4 separate regions of the Mus musculus genome follow, and all the other regions are linked to region 1. Evidence: chromatin contacts called from public Hi-C and promoter capture Hi-C data. All regions are on one chromosome and are shown on one strand. The core of a region is the stretch at or near the end of the contact, and the rest is flanking DNA. Distances in the headings are between cores, read along the strand shown.

What was found. Promoter capture Hi-C pulls out the DNA fragments that hold promoters and counts their contacts. Hi-C and Micro-C count contacts between places; a contact is called where the count stands out from the background.
Region 2: a contact with region 1 is called in a Hi-C map of B cells, with 2.5 times the contacts expected there. The contact joins two enhancer-like sites. A contact is called at or near these places in 7 of 39 promoter capture datasets (the 3T3-L1 cell line, embryonic stem cells, hippocampal neurons and 3 more), 1 of 15 datasets of contacts at CTCF or cohesin (embryonic stem cells), 33 of 484 Hi-C or Micro-C datasets (B cells, the Ba/F3 cell line, the G1E-ER4 cell line and 15 more), 5 of 115 datasets of contacts at active chromatin or transcription factors (T-cell acute lymphoblastic leukemia, astrocytes, embryonic basal ganglia and 1 more) and 2 of 9 other capture datasets (embryonic stem cells and liver).
Region 3: a contact with region 1 is called in a promoter capture Hi-C map of the HPC-7 cell line. The contact joins the promoter of Lct here to the enhancer-like site in region 1. A contact is called at or near these places in 14 of 39 promoter capture datasets (the 3T3-L1 cell line, 3T3-L1-derived adipocytes, the C10 cell line and 9 more), 5 of 484 Hi-C or Micro-C datasets (the Ba/F3 cell line, the P5424 cell line, Th1 cells and 2 more), 3 of 115 datasets of contacts at active chromatin or transcription factors (T-cell acute lymphoblastic leukemia, embryonic stem cells and large pre-B cells) and 2 of 9 other capture datasets (adipose tissue and embryonic stem cells).
Region 4: a contact with region 1 is called in a promoter capture Hi-C map of the HPC-7 cell line. The contact joins two enhancer-like sites. A contact is called at or near these places in 9 of 39 promoter capture datasets (3T3-L1-derived adipocytes, the C10 cell line, the HPC-7 cell line and 7 more), 1 of 15 datasets of contacts at CTCF or cohesin (pro-B cells), 8 of 484 Hi-C or Micro-C datasets (3T3-L1-derived adipocytes, the C10 cell line, the G1E-ER4 cell line and 5 more), 3 of 115 datasets of contacts at active chromatin or transcription factors (T-cell acute lymphoblastic leukemia, embryonic stem cells and large pre-B cells) and 5 of 9 other capture datasets (adipose tissue, embryonic stem cells, liver and 2 more).

What each region holds. Positions count from the first base shown.
Region 1 is chr1:127,835,535-127,838,234 of GRCm38.p6, reverse strand. The region is part of intron 6 of Map3k19 (mitogen-activated protein kinase kinase kinase 19); the gene reads left to right. Among named protein-coding and RNA genes, the nearest start is that of Map3k19, 18 kb to the left of the region's middle. Within about 2 kb of position 1,399, at least 35 of the 459 cell types and tissues checked have an H3K27ac peak or open chromatin away from gene starts, as enhancers often do. A contact at or near this core is called in B cells, the Ba/F3 cell line, the HPC-7 cell line and 1 more, where this site is marked.
Region 2 is chr1:127,499,164-127,501,863 of GRCm38.p6, reverse strand. It overlaps Tmem163 (transmembrane protein 163), which reads left to right. Exons shown (of 8, transcript NM_028135.2): 6 at 1,569-1,680. Among named protein-coding and RNA genes, the nearest start is that of Gm41947, 21 kb to the right of the region's middle. Within about 2 kb of position 1,428, at least 20 of the 459 cell types and tissues checked have an H3K27ac peak or open chromatin away from gene starts, as enhancers often do. A contact at or near this core is called in B cells, where this site is marked.
Region 3 is chr1:128,326,960-128,329,659 of GRCm38.p6, reverse strand. It overlaps Lct (lactase), which reads left to right and starts at 1,342. Exons shown (of 17, transcript NM_001081078.2): 1 at 1,342-2,002. The coding sequence starts at 1,357.
Region 4 is chr1:128,190,303-128,193,002 of GRCm38.p6, reverse strand. R3hdm1 (R3H domain containing 1) reads right to left here. Exons shown (of 27, transcript NM_181750.2): 17 at 2,264-2,365. Among named protein-coding and RNA genes, the nearest start is that of Mir128-1, 11 kb to the left of the region's middle. Within about 2 kb of position 1,327, at least 8 of the 459 cell types and tissues checked have an H3K27ac peak or open chromatin away from gene starts, as enhancers often do. A contact at or near this core is called in the HPC-7 cell line, where this site is marked.

The sequences.
Region 1 (2,700 bases), core at 150-2,649:
ATATTCATGCAAGCAAATCATTTGTGTAGATAAAATAAGATGATTAAATCTTTTTAAAAACAGTTTAAAAAAGCACAACGATAAAAATGAAATGTCTGGTCAACCTACTATTTTATTTGTACTGCCTCAATGTTTTGTAATAATCATATATGATTTCTATAAATATCAATATCGTGTACACATATTTTTGAGGCAGTCTTGTTATACTGTTAGAACTTACTATGTAGTGTAAGCTGGTCTTGAACTCCTACTTTAGCTTCCCAGGATCCCATAGTATGTAACACCCCATCCAGCTGACTAATGACAGTATTAGTATAATCATGTTTAAATTGTAAATTAGGGGCTGGAGAGATGGCTCAGTAGTTAAGAGCACTGACTGCTCTTCCAGAAGACTTGATTCCTGGCACTCGCATAGGAGCTCACAACCATCTGAAACTTCAGTATTAGGAGATCTGACATCCTCTTCTGGCCTCAGCTAGGACTGCATGCATGTGGTAGACGTACATGTAGGCAAAACATTCATTTACATAAATTTAAATACGCAAATTAGCTAGTTAGGTTGTACCGAGAGTGTGTGTGTGTGTGTGTGTGTGTGTGTGTGTGTGTGTGTTTGTGTGTGTTTGTGTGTGTTTGTGTGTGCACATGTGTGTCTTAATTTCTACTGTCACAATAAAATCCATATAGCGAGTGAGTGAGATAATAAAGAACAGAAATTTAAGTCAGGCGGCAATGTTGCATGCACTTAATCCCAGCACTTGGGAGACAGGGGCAGGCAGATCTCTGTGAGTTCAAGACCAGCCTGGTCTGTATCACAAGTTCCAGGACAGCCAGGGCTACACAGAGAAACCCTGTCTCAAACAAAACAAAACTACAAAAGCAAAACAAACCAGAAATTTATTTCTCAGTTCTAGGGACTAAGGAGTTAGAATAGGTTGCTGTTATATGGCTTTTCAGACATAAACCCATGTCTAGCCATCTGTCAGAGTACAGACAATAGACCAAAGGAAAGATTCCATTCACAGCCAGCTCAGTGGAGCAGTGAGTTCATTAGCTTATTTATAGGATCATGGATAAGGGGCTGTATACAGAACCATGGATGACTCAAAGGCCACTGGATCACCGAAATAAATGGGCGATGAATCCGGGAAAGCTGCATCCTTGAAACTTGTGATCTATAAGTACCTCAATTAAAGAGCCTCTCTCTCTCTCTCTCTCTCTCTCTCTCTCTCTCTCTCTCTTCTTTTCACTCAGCCCCCAAGTAATTCTTTTTTACTGCTTATATAGCCTCAGGGTAGGTCAGAGTCTCGGTAGCTTTATGAGCTTCCTGACTCTTAGGAGTTGCCTTCTCTCTGCCGAAAGAATGTTTCAATTCAGTGTATGCACGCTGGAAGCCTTTGGTTAGTTCCTCTTTCTGGCTCACTGGTGTCTTGACTAGGACCACTCAGGCCACTATCAGGGCTCCACTCTCATGAAGTAATTCCCTCCTAAAGGTCCTACTTCCTCCTGACATCACTCTGAAATTTAGGACTCAAACATAAAATCTCTTTGGGAAGACAGACATTCGATCTGCCCCTAACTTGTATGTGAATAACACAGAAGGCAGTTCCTGTTTTATCTGTATTGAATTCTATGTCATAGGATTCTATTTATTTTATACATTTTAAATTTTTTTCATTAATACTTTCTTTCCAGTGTGGGAGTCTTTTCATTTCTGAGTATTTTTACCTTCTAATGGTATTTAAAAATTTTTAATTACATTTATTTATGGGGACTAGAATTCAAATGCATATTACAGTACTCATGGACATCAGGAGACAACTTTTGGGGATCAGTTCTCTCTTCCTATGCAGCTCCCAGGATCAAACTTGGGTGACCATTTTTGGCAGCAAGTGTCATTCCCCATTGAGACATCATACTTGACATTCCAACAGAGTTTTAAAGAAATCTGTTCACAACCTAGTTTCCTATGCTTTCTATTCTCCCCACCCTTCTTTCTTTAAGGTTTTAGAATCTTTGGGCAGTTGTAGTGTTCCTAAAGTTCACAGTGCCAGGGTCGTAGGACTTTGTTATAGAACTGAGGCCTAGATGCGCCTTTCCATTTAAATACGGTGTTTATTTTTGAGACAGGTCTCATGCATCCCAGGCCAGCTTCAAACTGCTTGCATAACCAAAAATGACCTTGAACTCCGGCCTCTGCCTCGGTTTCCCAAGTGCTGAGATTACAAACATGTGCCTCCATGCCCAGTTATATATGGTGCTGGGCACAGTCAACTACATCCCCAGCCTAGATGTAGAAAATTAAAAGCACAAAATCAATAGTAACAACTTCCATTAAAGGAGAATATCACCAACAATAACTCTGAGGCAGATGTTTCAGAAAGTAGTGGTGCTTGCTCCTACCAAGCCTGGCTACCTAAGTTCAATCCCTGGGACCCACATACTGCAAGTAGAAAACTGAATCCCACAAGCTAGCTTCTGACCTCCACATGTGCCCTGTGCCACAAGCATGTGTCCTCATGTGTACATACACACACACACACACACACACACACACACACACACACACACACACATATGCACGCGCTCAATAATAATCTTTTTTAAGTCAGGTGGTGGCGGCATACACCTTTAATCCCAGCACTCAGGAGGCAGAGGCAGCCTGGTCTACAGAGCAAGTTCCAGGACAGAAACCTTGTCTTA
Region 2 (2,700 bases), core at 179-2,678, 340 kb after region 1:
GTTTTGTAAGCTGTAATTTAGTTTGGGCTTATTTGATAGTCTTCCCATTAAATGGAGACCATAGATTATTTGGGCGTGAGTCACAATAGAGACACAGCCCCAGCCCCTTACAGGACATATGGCATTGGCATAGCTTATGGTGGTGATGTTAACTTTTGTTAACTTGAATAGATGGTGTTTGGTGGGTTTAAACCATTTAATGTTACCATTTCCCCATTTCTTTAATTTTTTAAATTAGATTTTAATTTTAGTGTGTATGCTTATGTGTGTGAGGGTGTGTGTCTATGTGTGTCTATGTGTGTGTATGACGCACTCACATTCCAGGATGCATGTACACTTGCCACAGCATGGTTGGAGGGTCAAGGACAGCTCAGGGTAGTGAGTTCCCTCCTTCACCATGTGAGTCCCAGGGATTGATCTCGCATCAGCCGGCCTAGCAGCAAGCACTGTCACCTTGAACAATCTCAGCTGCCTCAGTCTCCCTTTTCCTGTTATATCTGCAGTTTAGATGCTCTAGGTTCAGCTCAAGTTCAAGGAGAGCTGGTGACCTGGGGCTGATTGACCTTCCTAGATGAAAGAGTGGATGAGAATTTGTGAGCACATGCCGGCAGAGCTGCCCCCTGCCATTGGTGGGTGTCTTGTGAGCGATGCTCAAACTGTACAGAGACCACAAGCCTGGAGAGGTGATTTTCTAAATGATTTAGTTAAGTTTTAGGCCTGGCAAACCAAGCTGTCTCCTTTGTCCCTGCGTCTGTCACTGGGATAGCAAATTTATTAATAAAATGCTTTAGGAAGATCCTATTTCTCCGTGGATATCTGCTACCGTGTTGGATTTCTGCTGGCAGGTGCATTTTAATTCGGGAGAACCTGGTGGCTGGGTCTCAGGGGAGCAGCGCGTGGCAGCGCGTGGCAGCGCGTGGGCGCACAAAGGAAGTCTCAAGGGGCCTGCTGTCGAGAGATAGCAGTGAAGACTCCAGCTTCGCACAAGTGACTCACCCATTTGCTTGCAAACGTTAACGCAGCACCTACGGGCAGTGCTAACATCACGTCAACAGTGGACTATTTTTAGGCACCACTTTTTCTTACCTTGAAGACTATCTTTGAAATCTCAATTGTGTGAACGAAAAAAAAAAAAACACACTGTGTTTTAAGTATCTCTAGCCGTAAGTGATTCTGTGGCTAATCCAGTGAGAAAGGATTCTTGGGCCGTGATGTGGCTCTAAAACTCTCAATTGGATGCTTTGTGAATTATCAGTAGAATATTGCTTAGCCATTGTTCTTGGCATTATCATCAACCCTGTTGACAATCAATGATTGCTGTGTGTTTTAGCAGAATAGTAAGAAGAGAGGGAATACATAATGGCTTTGTAAATATTAGTCTGGCTGCTTTTAATCATCGTCTCAACGCCAGTCACACAGGCGAACACTGGCGGTATACCGCCACCTGGTGGTAGCTTGCCTGACTGGCTACCTGCTCCTGGCACAAAGCAGGCAGCTGTGACAAGGGGTCTTGAGATGATTGTTCCAGCAAGAGATAACATGTCAAAATCTGGACTGCTCTCTCCTAGGATGATTTCCTGTTCAGCGTCTCCATTCTAAGCGGGATCCTTTGCAGCGTACTGGCTGTGCTGAAGTTTATGCTGGGGAAGGTCCTGACAAGCAGGGCTCTCATCACAGACGGTGAGTGGTGCGGGCATACACTGTCTGATGGCTGAGCTCGGAGACAAGAAAGGTCCTGCCTGGATGCTGTTAGATGCTGAGGTCTTGCAGATGAATTCAATGATGAGGGGACCCATTCACCCCATCCCTATTCCCCAAACTGCCTACTTCATGAAACTTGGAGCTAGTGTCTACCACCCTGAGTCAAATGACATAAAATAGAGCAGAAATGGCTAGGTTCCTTTTGGTTTCCTAAGACAGGGTCATGTAGCTCAGGCTGACCCTACACTTTCTTTCCTCCTGTTTTACACTCATGTGTGTTGGGATTACAGGAGTGTGCCACCATACCTGGTCTTTTATTTTATGAAGGAAAGAGATGGAGCTATAGTTTAAAGAGTTTATAGAGTGCTTGCCCGGCATGTACAAGGCTTGGGGGTTGAGCCTCAGTAGGGCATCATCTGGGTGTAGTGGTGCACACCTGTCTATCGTCGCAGCATTAGAGAGGTGGAGGCAGGGGGACCATAAATTCAAGGTTATCCTTGGCTTCTTAGTAAGTTCCAGGCCTGCATAGGCTACATGAGATCCTGCCTCAAAAACCAAACCAAACATCAGTCAAATGGATTGGAGGTTGAGACATCTTTCTCTTGGGGACATAGCTGTGGCCCAGGTTCTTAAATCAAATGAGCACAGAGCCTGGTGGGGCCTTGGTGTCTCTAAGCTACAGGTTCTGTGCCTCCCTCATCCTGTTTTCACCCCCGGGGTGCCTGGAGGAGTCACAGGGTAGTCAAAACCACCTTCTGCTGTCCCCACCTCTGCTGTGAGAAAGCCTGAAGCCTGCCTGTGGTGTCCCCCAGACCCGCCCATGATCATGAAGACTGTGGCTATGGTAAAATATCCAGACAAAAGCCAACTTAGGGGAGAAAGGTTATTTGGGCTTAGACTTCCAGCATCGTCTCAGGGAAGTCAAGGCAGGAATTTGTAGCAGCTTATCACAATACAAGCATAGTCAAGGGCAGAGAGAATGAACGCATGCTTGCTCAT
Region 3 (2,700 bases), core at 93-2,592, 490 kb before region 1:
ACACAATAAAAATTGAAAAATGCAGGCTTTGATATGTTTAAAGACAATCTTGCTGTTTCACTGTGTAGTCTATAGTCTGGGACCTATGCCCCTGCCTCCCTAGCAGTAGGAATAAAGAAATCCCCACTACACCTGACCTCACAGTGTGTCATCAAAGACACTTTCAACTCCTTATTGTATTTTAATGTGATATGAAAACTTGATACTTACTATATTGGCTGCTGAGATAGCTCAGTCGTTAAAGTACTTGACCCTCAAACATGAGGAACTGAGTGTGGAAAAAAGGCACATAAACTTGAATGTGGTAGTCCATGCTTGGAATCCCTGCACTGGGGAAGAAGAGATGTAGACCAGCCTATCCTACAAAACCAATTCCAAGCCAGTGAAAGACCCAGCTTGAAAGCAAGGGGGCCTATGAGACTTCTGCTGAGGCACTTATGCAAGCCTGAGGACCTGAGTTTGCTCCTAAGGACTGACATGGAAGAAAAAGACCCAGCTGACCTCATGGGTGTTGTAGAGCTCATGCATACACATTTTTTTTTTCATTTTTAAGTAAAAATGAAAGATGAACAATGCCTTCCCAAAGCTGTCCCTACTCCACACACACACACATACACACATTCATGCACTCATACTATGTGCACATGTATACAGAGAAGGGTTGCTTCCCCCCTTTACAAGATTGATTTATGTGTGTGAGTGTTTTGCCTGCACGTATGTATATGTACCATGCATGCCTGGTGCCTGTGGTCAGAGGAAGGCCTCAGATCCCTTTGTGAGTCACCTTTTGGATACTAGAAACCAAGCCTGTATCCTTTGCAAAAGCAGCAAGTACTCTTAAGTCACGGGGCCAACTTTCCACTGCCACCCCTGTCAAACTTTTGCTTTTTCTAGACAGGGTCTCACTAGCTCTGGCTGGCCTGAAACTCACTATGTAAGCTAGGCTGGCCTCAAACTTAAGAGATCCGCTTACCCCAACCTCCTGAGTGCTGGCCGAGTTAAAGACGAGCACTGCTATTCAAGTTCCCATGTTTTCCTTTTCTTTCTTCCATTGTGATGACGAACGTCTGTAATTCTGCACTGAAGAGGCTGAGACAGACAGTTCCCTGGAACTAGCAGTTGGGGAAGACAGCCAAGATCTACCTCTGGCCTGTGTGTGCACACAAGTACACAAACATGTATATACAAACATGGAACACTTTCCCCCTTGAAGGTTATACCAGTTGATCCAAGTTCTGATTTATCTGTCCTAGATAACCCAGTTAAATATTGTATGGATAATCACTGTATTTTACAGCCTTGGCTGTGCTCATAAAGTCAGGATTCCTTCCACACCGTTCTAGCAGTTCCTTGACCATGGAGCTGCCTTGGACAGCACTCTTCCTCAGTACCTTCCTCCTGGGTCTTTCATGCCAGGGGAATGACTGGGAATCTGACAGAAATTTTATTTCAGCTGCTGGTCCTCTAACAAATGACTTAGTGCACAATCTGAACCATCCGCTGGGAAAGCAGGGCTCTGATTTGGTAGCTGGTGATACTGACATCTATGTCTGCCAGCAGCCACTGCCCTCCTTCTTGCCTCAGTACTTCAGCAGTCTTCGGGCCAGCCAGGTTACCCATTACAAAGTACTTCTGTCATGGGCACAACTTCTCCCAAAAGGAAGCTCCAAGAATCCAGACCAGGAAGCAGTGCAGTGCTACCGACAACTCCTCCAGTCCCTGAAGGATGCCCAGCTTCAGCCCATGGTGGTCCTGTTCCACCAGATGCCACCTACCAGCACCATCCAGAGAGACGGGGGCTTTGCTGACCTCTTTGCTGATTATGCCACATTGGCTTTTCAGTCCTTTGGGGACCTTGTTGAGATCTGGTTCACCTTCAGTGACTTGGAGAAAGTGATCATGGGTCTTCCCCACCAGCATTTGAAAGCTTCTGGTCTCCAAACCCTCAGCGATGCCCACAGGAAAGCCTTTGACGTTTACCACAGAAAGTACTCTTCTCAGGGTGAGTACACACTGACATGGTGATGTTCCCTCCCAACTGTGCGCTTCCAGGAGATCCCCACCCACACCCACCCACCACCAGATCTAAGCACTGCTGAGAATCTGTAATGTGAACATTTCCAAAGGGGACACAAATGTGTCCTGCATTTGTCTGAAACATCTTTTCTCTTCCTTTGAGATAATATCTCTTGTAGCCTAGGCTGGCTCACTGTGTGGTCAGGAGATAGCTTTGAACCTCTTATCTTCCTTCACCTCCTGAATTCTGAGATGACAGGCAGATGCCACCACATCCAGTTTTATTCAGTGATAGGCTAAAACCCAGGGCTTGTGCATGTCAGGCAACCACTAAGTCATATCCTAAGTGCACGTGAATTATCTGTGTGTGTGTGTGGTTTTATTTTATGTATATGGGTGTTTTGTCTGCATGTATGTCTGAGCACCATAAGGGTGACTGTGCCCTTGGATCCCCTGGAACTGGAGTTACAAAGGGTTGTGAACTGCCATGTGGATGTTAGGAATCAGACCTGAGTCCTCTGGAAGAACTGCCAGTGCTCTTAACTGCTGAGGGTCTCTTCAGTCTCTTGAAAACTATCTTCTAAAACCCTTCCTGAGGGTCAAGTCTATGCAACTGTCTTTTTGTATCCTTTGAAGGGAAGGTTACAAGTCACAATTCTTCCCACAGTCTTCACCATTAACAAA
Region 4 (2,700 bases), core at 78-2,577, 350 kb before region 1:
ATATAAGACAGCAGGTTCAAGAAAATGAGAACTCCTATGTAGGAGGGAAGATATAATGATATTACATATTATTTATAAAATATACCTAGTGGAAATCATAGCATGAGAAAAAGATGAGAGTGCATTTTTCAGTTTAAAAAACAAAGCTACATGTATTTAATGAAGTTTAAATGTTGACTTGGGTTCAGAAGCAAACCTGGACATTTTTATATTACATATTTAGTATTTTCTGTGAGAAATGACTTTTAAATAGCTCTTCTCTTCTGCATTTCCAACTATCAAAATCTAACTAGTCATTCCCTTTTTTTAATATGTCAAAAAATAATATAGGCATAATTTCTCAGTCTGCCGCTCAATGTAAACAGGAGGATACTTTATATCAAAGCGTCCTGTTTCTGGATCGTTGCTAAGCAACCAGTGGACTACAGCCAAGGCTATGAGTTATGTGCCATACGACAGATAGCTCCTAACTCGACAGCCTAAGCATGATCTCTTATTGGTCACCCAAATGACAGCATAGGGTTAAAATGAAATGCCCGCTCTTAGGAAGCAACAGACTTAGAATATATGGAAACGGCTTCTTATATATGAAAATACTCCTAGTTCTAAATTACAAAATAATATGGCTAAATATTAAAAAAGTAGTATAAGTACAAGAGCCATTCATAAAAGATAATGTTTCCTTTTTTAATAACAGTTTTATTTCATGTGCATGGGTGTGAGGGTGTCAGACTTCCCTAGAACTGGAATTAAAGGCATTGTGGGCTACCACGTGGGTGCTGGAGACTGAACCCTGGTCCTCTGAAGAGCAGCTAGTACTCTTAACCAAAGGGCCACCTCTCCAGCCTCATGTTTCTCTTTCTTGTAGGCTGAAAGTTATTTCATAAAATCATTGAGAGATTAAGCTGATAAATATTGTCTCCTCAATTCAAAGCAAAAGCATCCAACATAGGACAGGTCAACATAGAATATCCCTAGTTAAAAACAAGCAAGTTTTTCAGGAAGTTCACTTTAAAGAAAGCAAATTTTTTTAAAAGTAGAAGCTAGTTCATGTATGGGAAAAGATGCAATGTTTTAACATCACAAAGCTAATTACTTGCAGTGCGGGCCTGATCTCACAGACCCTGACAACTATAATTCAGGGCATACTTTGGATTAAGGGTATTATCTTACAGTAAGAAATTAAGTGTCAAGTGACCTCTGATAAAGTCAGAAGTTCTCTATAGCTACATGCTGCAATCCATCGAAAGTAACTGCTTCTGACCTACTGTACCTAACTAGTACTTAAAAAGGAAAGCTGCCTGTTCTCACTAGAGTTATGTCAACACAACACAAACTAGAGTCACATGGGAAGATGGACTCTCATTAAGAAAATGACTTAATGGGGCTGGAGAGATGACTCAGCAGTTAAGAGCACTGACTGCTCTTTCAGAGGTCCCGAGTTCATTTCCCAGCAACCACATGGTGGCTCACAACCATCTGTAATGGGATCCAATACCCTATTTTAGTGTTTCTGAAGACAGTGTACTCATATACACCAAATCAATCAATCAAACAATCAATCAACCAATCAATCAATCAATCTTTTAAAAAAAAAAAAGAAAAAGCCTCAGTAAGACTAACCTGTCAGCAAGTCTGTGGTATGTTTTCTTAAATAGTGATTGATGTCATAAGGGCCAGCCCATTGTGGGCGATGCCACCACCGGGCAAGTACGTATTCTTGGGTTGTATAAGAAAGCAGGCTGAGTAAGGCATGAGTATCAAGCCAATGAGCAGCAGCCCTGCATGGCCTCCACTTCAGCTCCTACCTACAGTTTCTTGCCCTGAGTTCATGCCCTGACTTCCCACAGAAATATAGTTAGACTCCTGAGGTAAGATGAAATAAACTCTTTCCTCCCATCTTGATCTTAGTAATGGTGTTTTAATTAGAACTCTATGACACTGCCCTCCAGGACTACATAGACTCAAAACTGACTTCGATTTAAAAAAAACAAACTAAACTATCTGAGACTACTTAGTTCAGAACATTCAACCTGAAAACTTCCCTTCTGAAAAATAGGAATAATATTAAGTCTTTTATAGTTACTATAAGTTGATATAATCACTGTCTTATGAAAAGGAATAAATTATTATTAATAAGAATTAGAAAAAACCTTTGTTACCTATGTAACTTCCTGTAAAAGAGCAAATCACACTGAGCACAGTCTGAAGCATTCATCACACAATGCCCATAGTAACAGTGAGGTGAAAGGAGATACAGTACCACGGAGTACTGCTGGGTGGGTGAGACTGGCAGGAGCGGGGATGGGTAGGGGGCTGGAGAGCACTGAACAGGCTGAGAAGAGGACTGCAGAGGACCAACAGGCTAGGAATAACAGGTGGGTAAACAGTTAATGTCAGAAGAAAATGTTACAAGAAGTGCACAGCATGGAAATTTACACTTTGGGGCAACAGCTTTACATTTATAAAGTCATAAAAATTACAAGAGATTCAACAAGAAAAATAGTATCAAGTGAATTCAAAACAGCAAGAATATACCTAGGCTCAAGTTGATTTCATAATGAGAATATTAACTTTTATGTCATTAATAGAAACATCATTAGCCATTTGAAACCCTATTATCTGAGTTTTGTCAGTAAAAACAAAACTTCTTACTCTTATTTCTTGATTTTTGTGATGGGGCCGTCCTATGTTTAAGTT